Linked DNA regions of Rattus norvegicus: all the other regions are linked to region 3. A link is a contact called in public Hi-C data. All regions are on one chromosome and are shown on one strand. Each heading gives the region's core, a stretch centred on a gene start, on an enhancer-like site or on the middle of the called end of the contact. The rest is flanking DNA. Distances are from core to core; before and after follow the strand shown. Region 1 has its middle 93 kb from the start of Nr3c1. Region 2 has its middle 72 kb from the start of Nr3c1. Region 3 holds the start of Nr3c1 (nuclear receptor subfamily 3, group C, member 1).

What was found. Hi-C and Micro-C count contacts between places; a contact is called where the count stands out from the background.
Region 1: a contact with region 3 is called in a Hi-C map of liver, with 2.2 times the contacts expected there. The contact joins the enhancer-like site here to the promoter of Nr3c1 in region 3. A contact is called at or near these places in 3 of 12 Hi-C or Micro-C datasets (hepatocytes, liver and prefrontal cortex).
Region 2: a Hi-C map of psoas muscle shows a contact between it and region 3, with 4 times the contacts expected there. The contact joins the enhancer-like site here to the promoter of Nr3c1 in region 3. A contact is called at or near these places in 3 of 12 Hi-C or Micro-C datasets (Schwann cells, mammary epithelial cells and psoas muscle).

What each region holds. Positions count from the first base shown.
Region 1 is chr18:31,517,993-31,522,006 of GRCr8, forward strand. No RefSeq gene overlaps it. Among named protein-coding and RNA genes, the nearest start is that of Nr3c1, 93 kb to the right of the region's middle. Within about 2 kb of position 2,394, at least 2 of the 93 cell types and tissues checked have an H3K27ac peak or open chromatin away from gene starts, as enhancers often do. A contact at or near this core is called in hepatocytes and liver, where this site is marked.
Region 2 is chr18:31,683,652-31,688,012 of GRCr8, forward strand. No RefSeq gene overlaps it. Among named protein-coding and RNA genes, the nearest start is that of Nr3c1, 72 kb to the left of the region's middle. Within about 2 kb of position 2,305, at least 11 of the 93 cell types and tissues checked have an H3K27ac peak or open chromatin away from gene starts, as enhancers often do.
Region 3 is chr18:31,610,359-31,614,882 of GRCr8, forward strand. Nr3c1 (nuclear receptor subfamily 3, group C, member 1) reads right to left here and starts at 3,081. Exons shown (of 9, transcript NM_012576.3): 1 at 2,676-3,081; 2 at 1-474. The coding sequence starts at 461.

The sequences.
Region 1 (4,014 bases), core at 1,144-3,643, 93 kb before region 3:
TGGATCCTGTAGCTCTCCTTAACTGTTATTACTCTGGTAATTAAAAAAAAAACCCTAATGTTCATCGAGCTGTAAGTTATATAACAAAGTGAACTACTCAAAACCAGACAACGTGGCCTAACACAGTGCTACCTAAGAGCCATTCGTCCTGAGTTCAAGACATTCCTGTCACTCCAGTAGGAAACGCTATGGTAAGCAGGGTCTTTGGTCAAGGCGAGAACTCATGCTGATTTGGGCAGATGTTTTTAGTTCTTTTGGATATCTACCTAAGAACAGAGTAGGAGATCAGATGGCAGATCTCCTCAACCGTGTGAAATTGAATAGAATCATTTAAGATATCGTGATTATACAGATAAATAACTTTGTCTTTCCTTTGTGATTTAGATGTTTCCTCTTTCTTATCTTACTAAAGAGTCTGAAGCCCTCCTATGACATTTGAATGGAAGTAGTAAAAGTAGATGTGTGTATTTGTTACTGACCTTAAGAGAAAGCGTTTCTTTTTCCATGGAGCATGACGCTGACACACTTTTTGGTCGATGCCTGTCAGAAGGCTGAGGGCTTTATATTCACTGAACGCCTTTGACAAAGTCAGGAGATCTGGCATTTCATGACGTGTTTGATATCTGTTTCACCACATTGTTTTTTCTTTTAGTTTTATACCACCGTGGATTACTTTCTTCCACATTTATTTTCTTTGTGTATGTGTGTATGTGCATGACGTTGTGAGCATGTGTGGAGCTCAGAGGAGAGCTTGCTGGAATTGATTCACTCAGGTGGTCAAGGTTAGTGCCAAGCACCATTATCTCCTGAGCCATCTTGCCAGTCCTGACGGCTTTCAATGTTGATATAACACGACATTTGTGGGTTAGCCTACTGGTGATGGTATCCTCCTCCTTTAAAGTTAGGTTGTACTGCCAAGCTTTGTTTAGACCCTTTGCCGTCTGTGCTCATAGGGATCTTAGCCCAGTTTTCTGTAGTTTCTGATCAAGTACAGTTTTGGATTATATTGAATTCACCAAGCTATGCTGTCATCACCATAATACGTTTTAGAACACTCCGCCACCTCTAAAAGCTTCACCAACTCACATACGTTGGGTCCTGATGCTATGCCTAACCATAGGCAACCATTGCTGAGCTGTCTGGTGGTACAGATTTGCCTTTTCTGGGCACCTAAGAAAAACTACGTTATGTGTCTACATTATTTTAGCATGCTCTTGAGCTCCTGTGTATTTATGGACTGCATCTGTATTTTACTTTTAATAGCCATATATATAATTCTATTATATGTTTTTCTGTTCATCAACCGAAAGGCATTCACTTTGGCTGTTTTGCTACTATGCACATTCACATGTAGGTCATTGAATGGTCAAGTGTTCTTATTGGAATAGACAAACAGACATGGACATGGGGAGTCATTTGGCCTTCATATTGAATTCCTTGAGGGCAGGACTGTATTCATGGATTTTTTTAGTGATGCTTTGTTGGTCTTTGAGTTGGACCAGCTACGTGCTTGCCAACCTGACAGGTCACTAAATTGATCAGAAGCTATTTGTGGCATGTTCTCATGTGAACCTCTGATTTTTATGAACACTGTCCTCCCCGTTCAAATGAAGTTTTTCGTTAATCCTTGCAATCTTATCAACCTTGGGGTTTTCCATGTCCTACGTTTGTATTTCCATCAGAGCCTCGTGGGTATCATCAGTGAGTACTAAATAATCAAAGCCTTGTTTACCTCGGCTGTCGTTAGCAGTGCTGCTGTCGTTAGCAGTGCTGCTGTCCTTGCAGTGCTGCTGTCGTTAGCAGTGCTGCTGTCCTTGCAGTGCTGCTGTGGACATGTGTGTGCACGTGCGCTGTCTGAGTGCCGAGTTTAGTTCTTCTGTATTTACATCTAGGAGCAGGTGTCTGGGACGGATTGAGCAACAGAAACAAATTAAAAGCAAAAATCAGGACCAGTATGATGGCTCAACAAAGGCACTTGCTGCCAAACCTGACGACTGGAGTTTGATCCCTGGGACCTACATGGTGGCAGCAGAGAATCAGCTCCCACACACTGTCCTCCAGACTTCCATAAGTGCACAGCCGCCTCTCCCCCAAAATGATGTAATATAAAAATCATGTCTAGGGTGATAAGTGGCAGGCAGCAGGACATAGTGGTGGGCACTAGTGGCTGTGTGTGTTCATCTTTGTCACTGTTCCTGCTACTTGTGGCATGTGTATATTTGTTATGAACTCACAAAAAGCTGAGGAGGAATCTGAGAAAGAAAACCGTTTCCCAATAAAAGAAGGGAAGGAAACACAGTTAACTTAAAACTTGAACTTTTGATTCCCTTTGTAGTTGTGCAAGGTTCTGTTTCTGACACTGCCATTTAAAAGCTGCCGGGACAGTCCCATTGGCTGGAGCTTCCAACAGTTACTCTTCCCAGTGAGCACACATGGGATGAACAGAGTAAATCCCCCTTGCTCCAATGGGCCGGGTAGAATGGAGAACTTGTCTAGGCATCTGATAGGGTCTAGATGAACTCCTTCATTGAGTTCTAGAAACAGAGTTAAGTGTTTCCTTTACTCAAGTATATCTCATTTTAACTAAGAAACAGGAAGCTTGATACGTCCTATAGACAAGAGACTTTTAAAAAAATAATTAATTTACAAGTTTTAACAGAGAGATGGTATAAAAGCTGTTGGGGAAAAAAAAAAGCTGTTGGGAGCCCCTCAGAAGATGAGCAAAGTCTCTAGACCATTCAGCTGATGCAGAATGGCTCTGTATTTTCAGCCCCTCAGGTGGTTTTTACTTTGTTTTTTATATCCAAGGTTTGGCTACATTTTGTTGTGCTGTTGTTACAGTAGGATCAGATTTGACTTGCATCAGAGTTTTCATTTGGTAACATCTTTTCTCCTCAGCCTCACTTTTACCTTCTTTTGCCTGGAGGTTAGTTGGTTTGCTGTGAGCGCTGCTAAGTGACACAGATTCCTTGTATCTGAAAAACCGAAGAGTTCTATACTCTCTGGAGTTAGTTTTTCACCCTCAGTCTCCCCAGGCGTCCCAACATGGTTAGCCCTGAAAACATCCACACGTCATTTGTCTAAACTGAGTGGGTGGTGCTTACTTGGTTAAGGAAGATAGGCCCCGCCCTGACACACACACAAACGAACAATGTGAATGAGAAAAAGAGGCGTGAGTTTGAAGAGGACCAAGGAAGGTTTGAGGGAGGAAGGGAAGGGAAGGGAAGGGGGAAAGGCTACCACTATAATCCCCAAATGAATAATTTAAAAAACTGCTGTCGTAGCAAATGGGATGAAGCGAGGTCGTGTCAGAGGACAAGGACTCACAAGGCTCAGCTGGCTGCACTCAGAAGTTCCCCACTCCTCTTTCCCTGGAAGTGGAGAATGCGAACCCCTGAGCTAGATGCCCAGTGTCACGTCCACTCAGCCAGTTCCAAGCTTTGTAAGCCTCGGAAGACAACTCAGGTTTTCAAGCCCCACACACCGTCCTCACATATGTGAGGATAAGAATACTACTTTGAGGGCTCTAAAGATTAAATGAGATAATATATTAAAAACCATGGTATCTGGCACCTAGTAAGTGCTCGGTGAAGTAGTAGACAGCAGAAAAATCAGTTGTCTAAGAGGCTGCCAGAGACTTGCTATCCGATACCTGGTAACTGAATGGCTTCAGCTCTCAGGTTTCCAGTGTAATTTTAGTAATTGAGTTACTAGCATCCGTGTCTTCATTTTATTTATTCATTGAGTGAAGATTAACTAGGCACTTTACATAAACAGGTTTATACTTGAGGGTACATGGTACACAGCGAGAATAGGTATGGATGAACCGTATGGCTCAGTGAGAACTCTTGCTCCTCAAGCTTGGATATCTGAATTTGAATACCCAGAATCCACTTAATCATACTGGACATGGCCACACCTGCCTGTGAGCCCAGCCCTGTGGAGCAGACAGGCACATCCTGGAGCTCACTAGCTAGTTGGTCTAACTGAACTAGCGAGTTCGATTCGGTGACA
Region 2 (4,361 bases), core at 1,055-3,554, 73 kb after region 3:
GTGCATGCATACATACCTTCGAGATGTAAACACACTGAGATCCCAGGGCACTGGACCCCATTTCTCTTGCTTTTCCTCCCTGGCTTTTTCCACTGCACAGAGTATGTTGGGCACTCCCCGATATGCATATCTTTCTTAAGTAGGCTGGAATAACCTCCAAACGGTTCCAAGATGCCCTTATCTGACTCCCATGTTTCTAAATGCATGCCAGCCGCCTGAGAGCAGCGTTCTGTTGGCCACCGTTCCAGGGAACATCTGCCGGTTGCTTCTTTCTCCTCCTTTGGCAGCAGCCGAGTGATCCATTGACCCGAGGAAAACTACTGAGCCAAGGTCATGGACAAACCCCAGGGATGGGAGGATGAGGAAGTGCTTCTCACTGGTAGACAACACTCACAGCAATACTGCTTGTTTAGCTGTTCAAAGAGCATCTGGTCTCACCAGCTACTCCTTGCTTTGAAGTGCTCTGTGGCTGCCCACTGATTTTAGAACAAAGACCCAAGTCTTTTTCTATGGCTATCGTGGGTGGTTTGCTCCCCAAGAACATCCCTGGTGACCCCTGCCCTTCCTGGATGACTTTTTAAGCCACCCTACAGCTTTATAATTCTTTAGGGATCGATGTCCTCTGATTGTCTATATGGACGAGCCTGTGTTTATCCCTGCTGCTGTGCTTCATACTGAAAACTCAATGCAATTACAAAGCCTAAGTGGTTGTTCACTTAGGTCTTATCTTTGCCACTAGACGGAAGGCTTGCATTGCAGAAATAGGGACAGGTCTGGGCTATCCATTGGGTGAGTACTGTGTTGGCTAATAAATGACAGAGGGACTGTTGCCATTATTGTCACTTGGGAGAGGAAAGAAGTATACAGAGAAGAGTCAGCTCCATGATGTCTCTTCTCATCTTTTTGTCTGCTATGAGTGCTCAGAATGTCTCCAGTCCCCACTGACATCCCTGTTAAGCGAAATCTCTGAAAAGGTCTCCCACACTTCTTTGTCTTGCTTCTACTTCTCTGCCAGAGTCAGAAGGTGGCGAGAAAGAGGAGTCAGGGTCACAGCTTTCTAAAAGCTACAGCTGTGAATCCCTGGGGCAGATGCCTAGAGAAGGCAATGTCTCCTGGTGTCTGAGCAGGCTTCATGCCCCCAAGGTGATGAACCCGGGCCTTGCGGGCAGAGTAAACATGGTTTGGCTTCTCCCCTCTTGACTGGTAAGGCTCAGCCTGAGCAATAGACCAAGAAGAAACTGCAGGAGTCAAGTGTGCTCGCCTGCTTTTTGCTTGGGGAGCTCTGCTTTCTGTTTTCCAGCCCTTCCTCTCGGATGCTTTCACTGTGATGCTCACAGCTCTGCGCGGCGCCCGCCTCAGAGGATTTCCCACCCAGGAGTTCCACGGATGGTGTAACACAGCTGCCTGCTCTGTGTGTTTTTGTCCCTCGCTGCTGAATAGCAGCTTGAGTGCTTTTCTGAAGCATCCCCACCTAGTTACTGGGAACGATGGCCTCTCCCATAGCTACTAAACCTCTCTCTTGGCTTTATACAGCCAGTCTTAGGCTCAGAAACCACAGATGACTCTTCTGTTGGAGAGGAAAAGCCAGGTTCTTTGCCAAACATTCAGGGCCCTTCTGGCCGGAGCTTCCTCTCCCATGTCCCCTTTCAGCAGGTTACTGTGTAGAAAATCTCAGTTTTGACATATGTCGTTCCCTGACCCCCGAGACATTGTTTAATTTTAGTTTTTGGATAGTGCTGATCCCCTGTTTCCAGCTGCCTGTCCCCTCCTCTCCGTGTTGGAGTAGCCCCCTCCACCCATTCCTCTGGGAACAGCCTAAGTCCCTTCTCTCTAAAGCTTCCCAGTTATCTTGTAGGAGAGCCAAGAGCCTCCCCTCTTTGGCTGCTGCTGGTGTGTCCTCTTGGCGGTCAGTTCGGCCCCTTTACCTCCTCTCTGCTCTGGTCTCTTCTTCCTCAACCTGCTCTTTCCCACATTCTTGTTAGGGCATCCTTTCCACACGAAACGTTAGCTTTTCTGCAAAGATGCCCCAGGCACTCTCTCCTCATTTCTAGCCCATTTTCAAGTGACTCACACGTTTGTATCACCATCTTAGCTCTTTCCTCTAAAGGCTTCTGTCCCATTCTATGATCCTTTGTCTCATCCCCTGGATCTTTCGGTCATTGCCATCCACTGAGGCATAAAAGCCAGAGCTCAGAGCACTATCCTGGGCCTCTCTGTTACAGATTCTGGCTCCTACACATATGTGTCACACTGTCTTAGATCTCTGTGTGCACAAGGCTCCTCTTTCTAATAATAATCACTTGGTCCTGGCAAGTCGAGACCTTCACACAGCGTGCTAAGGCTCTAGCTTTAGCACAGTGTCACAGTGTCACAGTGTTTACCCCCCTGGGATGTACCTATCAGGCAGATACTCAGAGAGCAAAAGACGGCTGTCTGTGACTCATACTGCCTAACATCAACATTCTGATGTAGATGAGTGGGGAGGACCTGAAGGTCTCTTTCTGCTTTCAATGGCCTGACTCTTACCATTGGAGAACCATCAGGCTTCCAAATCAGATGTACAGTGGTAAGAGTGTCTTCAGAGCAGTACTTTTGTTCTGTACAGAGGAATTGGGACAGGAAACAAAGATTTCTTCATTTTCACCCCTGAGCGTTATGGTGCAACCTATTCAGTCATCAGCCGGAGCCCATTCTGTCACTGTGTGAAGGGTTATGTAAGGTAAATGCTATGAAGGAAATGAGAGGCTAACTGCAGGCATGGGAAAGAGGACTTAGGCATGACATTTGATGAACAAGTATAGATATATTTAATGTAAAAAGCATCGGATGCAGAGATGGGAAGTTCTCACAAATATTTTCACACATATCTTACACATAATTATGAGGGATTTTTAGAAAGTGTATGTAGAAAGACACCTTTCATTTTTAATATTTGAGAAGCGGGGGGGGGGTGGTGGTGGGAGAGGTTGAAACTAGGGCAATTATTGACGTAATTCTGTACAACAGGCTGCCAGGTGTCAATATGGCTATATTTTTTGATCACTTGGGGATCAGCATCCACCTTTCTGTCTTAGAACATGTCTCCTATTGAGGAAGCCTTTGTAATGTTAGAGCATGGGTTCCTCATGTGTGCTAGCTGCTTATATTCACTCTCCCTCTTGTTGTTCTTGAATATAGACAGTCTCAGCTATAGGACTTTCCCACAGAGGCGGTCTGAGACAACTCTTGGTCTCTCAGAATTGTGCTTGCAGTTTATTTGTTCACCAAATCTCCTTAGGTGCTAACATTATTAAAATTTATCATTAGAAATTATTAACTTAAGTGGTGGAAAAACTAAAGACTTATATAATGACATCACTGGAGCCCTTGCCTTATATGGCCACTGCTTCTACAATGTCTGGCGAATATAAGGACGTCAATGGATGCTAATTTAATGAATGAAAGATGAGTATTAATTTAATGAATGAGCAGACTATCATTCTTCATTAGCAATGCTTAATCTGTTTGGGGGGAAATGTATTACACAGATAGATATGAATGATGAGAAAAAGCAATAAATACACCAGAAATAGCAGAAAATATCAACAGGGAATTAATAGGAAAAAAAAAACAGCTAAAATCATCTGACAGTGTTCCATCAGTCTCACAAGTCATTAAGGGCACACAAATTAAAGTGACAACGTGCCATTTCACACTGAGGTGACTGGCAAAACTGAAAAGTCTGACAGTGCCAAAGATTGATGGGGATCTGGAGGGCTGGAACACTAATGCAGTGTGGTGGGTGGATAATTGACAAGCCATTTTGAAGAGCCATTTGGCAATGGTTTGTAAAATTAGAAAGCATAGGACATTTGACTCAGCAAGTCTTACCCCTGAGCTTTTGCTTCAGAGAAATTCTTTTAGGTGTGCAGAAGTGGGTACTGCACTGATTCACCTCAGCATCCTAAAACATACGTGTGTGGTATATTTTTGCATTCATGTATGTCTGCATGTGTGTGCATGCGTGTGTACGTCAGACACACACACACACGTCTGTGTGTGTGTGTGTGTGTGTGTGTGTGTGTGTGTGTGTAGGCCAGAGACAGCTACCAGGGGTCTTCCTCTGTCTCTCTCCATCATAGGTCTTAAAATAGTATTTCTCACTGAACCAAGGGCTCATTAATTTGGCTCAATTAGCTGGCTAGTGAGGCTCATGAATTCAGCTCTCTTCCTCAACCTCCAAATCTCTGGATTTACAGAGCATGCCATTAAGCCTAGCTTTTATGTGGGTTATGAGGATCTGAACTCAGGTTCTTATAGTCAAATGCCAAGCATTTTACAAACAGTGGCATCTCCCCAGGTTCCAGCATTGTTTTAATAGC
Region 3 (4,524 bases), core at 1,831-4,330:
CTGGTCGACCTATTGAGGTTTGCAATGCTTTCTTCCAGAAGCCGAAAGTCTGTTTCCCCAGAGGAAAGGCCAAGTTGGCCCTGCTGTGGGTAGCCCAAGTCATTCCCCATCACTTTTGTTTCTGTCTCTCCCATATACAGCCCCATGGACAGTGAAACGGCTTTGGATAAGTCTGGCTGCTGCTGCTGCTGCTGCTGCTGCTGCTGCTGCTGCTGCTGCTGCTGCTGCTGTCGCTGCTGCACATTGCTTGTGGAGCCTTTCGAGAAATCAAGGAGAATCCTCTGCTGCTTGGAATCTGCCTGAGAAGCAGCAGCCACTGAGGGCGAAGATGCAGAAACCTTGACTGTAGCTCCTCCCCTCAGGCTTTTATAAAAGTCCATTACGCTCCCCCTCCCCTGGCCAAGCAAACTGCCAGGGACTTCGTCTCTACCAGGGGGAGCTAAGGATTCTTTGGAGTCCATTGGCAAATATTAACTACAAAAGAAAAAAAAAAGACATAATAAGCTATAAAAACATTATTTCTGATCCGATTAGTAAGACTGCCCATTAAATAAACCCTTTAGGTAACTCCCAAATCAAAGTCTCCATTATCAGAAAAATAGTTCCTATCTTTTAAAATAAAGCTATACCCCCACCCCCGTTTCCCATCTGCAAGGCAGCTCATTTGCACAGAGACAACAAAGTTACATTGAACCAACTGAATTTGACTGTTTATCCTGTCACTCGCTAAACATACACATTTGGTAACCATGGGGATTGTAATTTGTCATACGCAATTATTGTAAAGGTTCAAGTTGATGTCAAAGTATTTAACTTTTTTTTTTTAAAGGCATGATCCTTACATTTCCAGCCCCTTTCGATTGAGTGATTGCCTTTCTGGAAACCAATACATAAACCGTTTGATAAATGCTACAATATAAATGTTTACACATTTTATGATTGACAATTTCACCTGTGCCGATCCCAGCACTTCTAAACCTTTCAAGGTTCCTCCAAGAATTATGCACATTTTTATTTTTGAAAAAAAAAGCAGTGCTGAGCTGCTTATCTTGTAGAGCTAGGGAAAGGCTCTTACTTTGAAACTCTATTTTCAAATAAATATGCCTGTCTAGTATCACCTACCTTCAAATTTTGGAGATAAGAAATTATAGATATTATATACAGCCTAAAATGTATATCTTTAAAAACAGAGTAGAATTTGTACTGGCTTCTTCACTATAATTTTAACCTATTTAAATAGTGTAATAGAGCAAAGCTTATTAAAATTCCTAACACCAAGATTTATGGAATTGTATTCTTTTTTAAAAATTGTTTGATATACTCAGTATAAAATATTTTATCTATAAGTTTAAGATTTTTCTTTCCAAAGATGTAAATACCGGGAAAACAGAAAAACTGGACAGTCAAATCACATATAAACTCAAATAAACCCCATTCAAGAAAACGCTCAGAAAAAATACTCTCTGTAGTTTTAAACCTTTACTGTATTCCTCCAGATTGCTAGTATGTTAGTAATAATCAAAATGTTTTGAGGGGCTGGCAAAGACTATGACAAATATATTTGGGATCCCCAATACAATGGTAAACTTTTCCTGTACCAAGACATTAAGTATGACCACCTTCTCTGAAAGGGAAATTCAGGGAAGGTGGAGAGGGGTGGAACCTACCCTAGGATTCTTCCCTGTAAAGGGCTTCTCTCTCAGAACCCCGGTCGGTCCTATGCCTTTGATAAGGATCTCTAAATGTAAGATATCTAATAGACCTTAAAGAATTTTCAGACCTGCTTTTTTGACAACTGCCCCTTCCAGCCCGAAACCGTAACACTTCATAAAACAAGATGCTCCCTTAAGCGACATTTATCCCCCAGTTAAAACTGTAAATAACCCTGTGACATTAGTCACACGAACCTTGCCCAGGGTCTTAAGTGGTAAGGCTGCAATTACCGAGGCTGCAACCTCAAATGTCAAAGTAGCACTTGTCAAAAAAAAAAAAAAAAAATCGCTGCATCAAAAACTGCGGCTAGGGAGGGTCTCTTTCTAAAAGGGGACCACTCAGAAAAGTCAGGCGCGAAATCATGCCCCAAAGCTAGCGCCCAAGTTGTCGGGGGTGGGGTTGGGGGAGAAGGAGGGAGAAAGGTGGGAGGTGAAGGGAGAAATGTGTCCAGACCTGTTGAGTTCTCTGCGGCACGCCCACTTCTAGCAGATAAGGCCGGGCGGGCGAAGTCTGGGCTGCAGGCTGTGAGCCCCAATCCACCCTACAAGCCCGCAGCCCGGAGCCGCGCGCCCTGAGCCCGCCGGTCCCAGACGGCGCTCTACCTTGCCCCCCGGGAAAAGCGGGTGTCTCGGCGGCTCCGAGGACAGCGAAGACCCGAGGGCTTGCGGCAAAAGCAAAACCAAAAAGGACGCCAGACTCCCGCCCGGGCGCCCGAGGCTCCACGGCGGGGCAGCGCGCTGGGCCAGGGATGGCGGTGCGGGGAGAGGAAGCGCCAGCGCTGTCACCGCCAAGGCCCTTTCGTCACCGTCACCCTGCCCTCGCCAGCCTCCACCCCCAACCCCGGGCTGGCAAAAGTTTGCCAAGTCCGGCCGCCCCGGCTGCCGAGCCCCTAGGGGAGCGCGCCCAGTCCGGCTCACCTCAGCGCGGGCGCCCGCTCGCCCGCTCGCCCAGCCCCCGCTCACCTCAGCACCCGCGCGCTCGCCCGCTCGCGGCTCCCACCGCAGCCAGATAAACAAGTCGGCGTGCGGACGCGGGAGGCGCGCGTGTCACGGAGAAGGAAGTCAACAGTCGCCCCCTCTTCTCCATGGGGGAGGGGAGAGCCCCTAGCGCTGAAAGTCACCCGTTCCCGGCTGACAAGCCGGGCCCCCGCGCCGCTCCCGTCTCCCGCGCGCGTCCCCCGTCCCGGCGCCGCGCCGCCCGGCTGCGGCGTCTTGTTCCACCCACTTAGAATCCGTCCCCGACGGGCGGGCGGCGACTCGGGCTCCAGGCACTGACTCGAGCTCGCAAAATGGAGGAGGCGGAGGGGAGGGGGGGGAGCGCGGACACGCGAAAGGGCCGCCCGGCCGCGGCAGGCGAGCGGGACCGAGCGAGGGGCGGGCGGAGGCGGCGCCACGGCGCGCACACACTCGCACACACGCGCTCCCACTCCACCCCCGGCCGCTCCCCGCCCGAGGGGCCGCGCGGCGGCCGCGGGGAACGGTGCAACCTGTTGGCGACTGTCGGCAACTGCAAGGGCGCCCGTGGCCCTCGCCCTCTTTTCTCCCAGCGCGCGGTACCCGCCAGCCCGGCCCCGACGGCGCCTGCAAGCCCGCGGCTCAGGGCATCGCCTCGCTGGGGCGCGCGCGGCTTCGCCTTTCCCCACCCAAGGAACGAGAAAAAGTGCGGCAGCGGGTGCCGACCTGGCCTGGGAGGGAAACCGAGTTTCTTTAGTTTCTCTTCTCCCAGGCTCCCTCCCGCCCCCGCCCAGCTCCGAGGCTTGGAACCGCTCGGGAGCCCGCCCCGTGGGTCGGCAGCCAGAGCCCCCGAGGGTGACAGCCAGCCGGCAGAGCCGCAGGGGTGGTCCGCGCCCGCCAACTGCGGAGTTGCGCGAAGTGTGTCACACTAGCAGAGGGGCTACAGGATGGCACGGAAACGGTGCCGCAGAGCCCTGGCCGCTTGCTCTCGGGGCAGGACTGCAGACACGCCCTCTGGGGAGGCCTGGGGAGGGGAGCGCAGAGGAGAGGGTCAGCGCATACATACTGTGAGCCCGGGGGGGGACTCGCGTGCCGCCAGGTCCCCCACCCCCGCAGCGTCTGGGCGGCCCCGTCTGCAGCCGCCGCCGCCGCCGCCGCGCGCGCGCTCGCTCGCAACCGGGAGAAGTTGCAAAGCAGAACCCACCCTCCCCCGCGCCCCGATCGTCCCCCACCCTCTTCCCCGAGTCTGAGAGGCGGCGGCGGCGGCGGCAGCAGGAGGCGCCGCCTGCCAAGTTCAACCCCCACCGCTCCCTCCCCGCCTGCCAGCGCGCTCACACTCGGAGGAAGTTGCATGCCGAATGCAAAACCCTCTCAGAGAGCTGGGTTTCTTTGCACTTAAAAAAAAAATTGTGATTAAGGAAGCCTTGCGGGGCGGGAGGGGGTGTGTGCAGGCCTAGAAGCAAGTTGCAGACCGAATAGTAAGTTGCTGCTGAAGTCCGCCCTCCTCTTACCCAAACTCCTGACCTCTCCTTCCACCCCCTTCGGGGCCAGCATCCAAGCTCCCCGCGGAGGCCCCTCCCCCGAATCTTGACATTTGCTGCTCCAGGCTCGGTGCCTTGCTCAGCTTTCTGGGTTCCAGGGACCCCTCTGTCCCTCCAAATAAAACAAAAACATGCATCTTTAAAACGTCAGCTTTTAGCTCCGTCCAGCTGTGCCCAATACGAGTCCCCGGGTCTCCAAGAGAAACACATGGCCGGTCCCCCTAGGACAGGAAAGGGGCGTAGGGTGACTGTGCGGCCGCGCAGTACCTGCCCCTCGGGTGTCCTCTGTGTTAGGCAGGCTGGGGCGACGCCGGGAC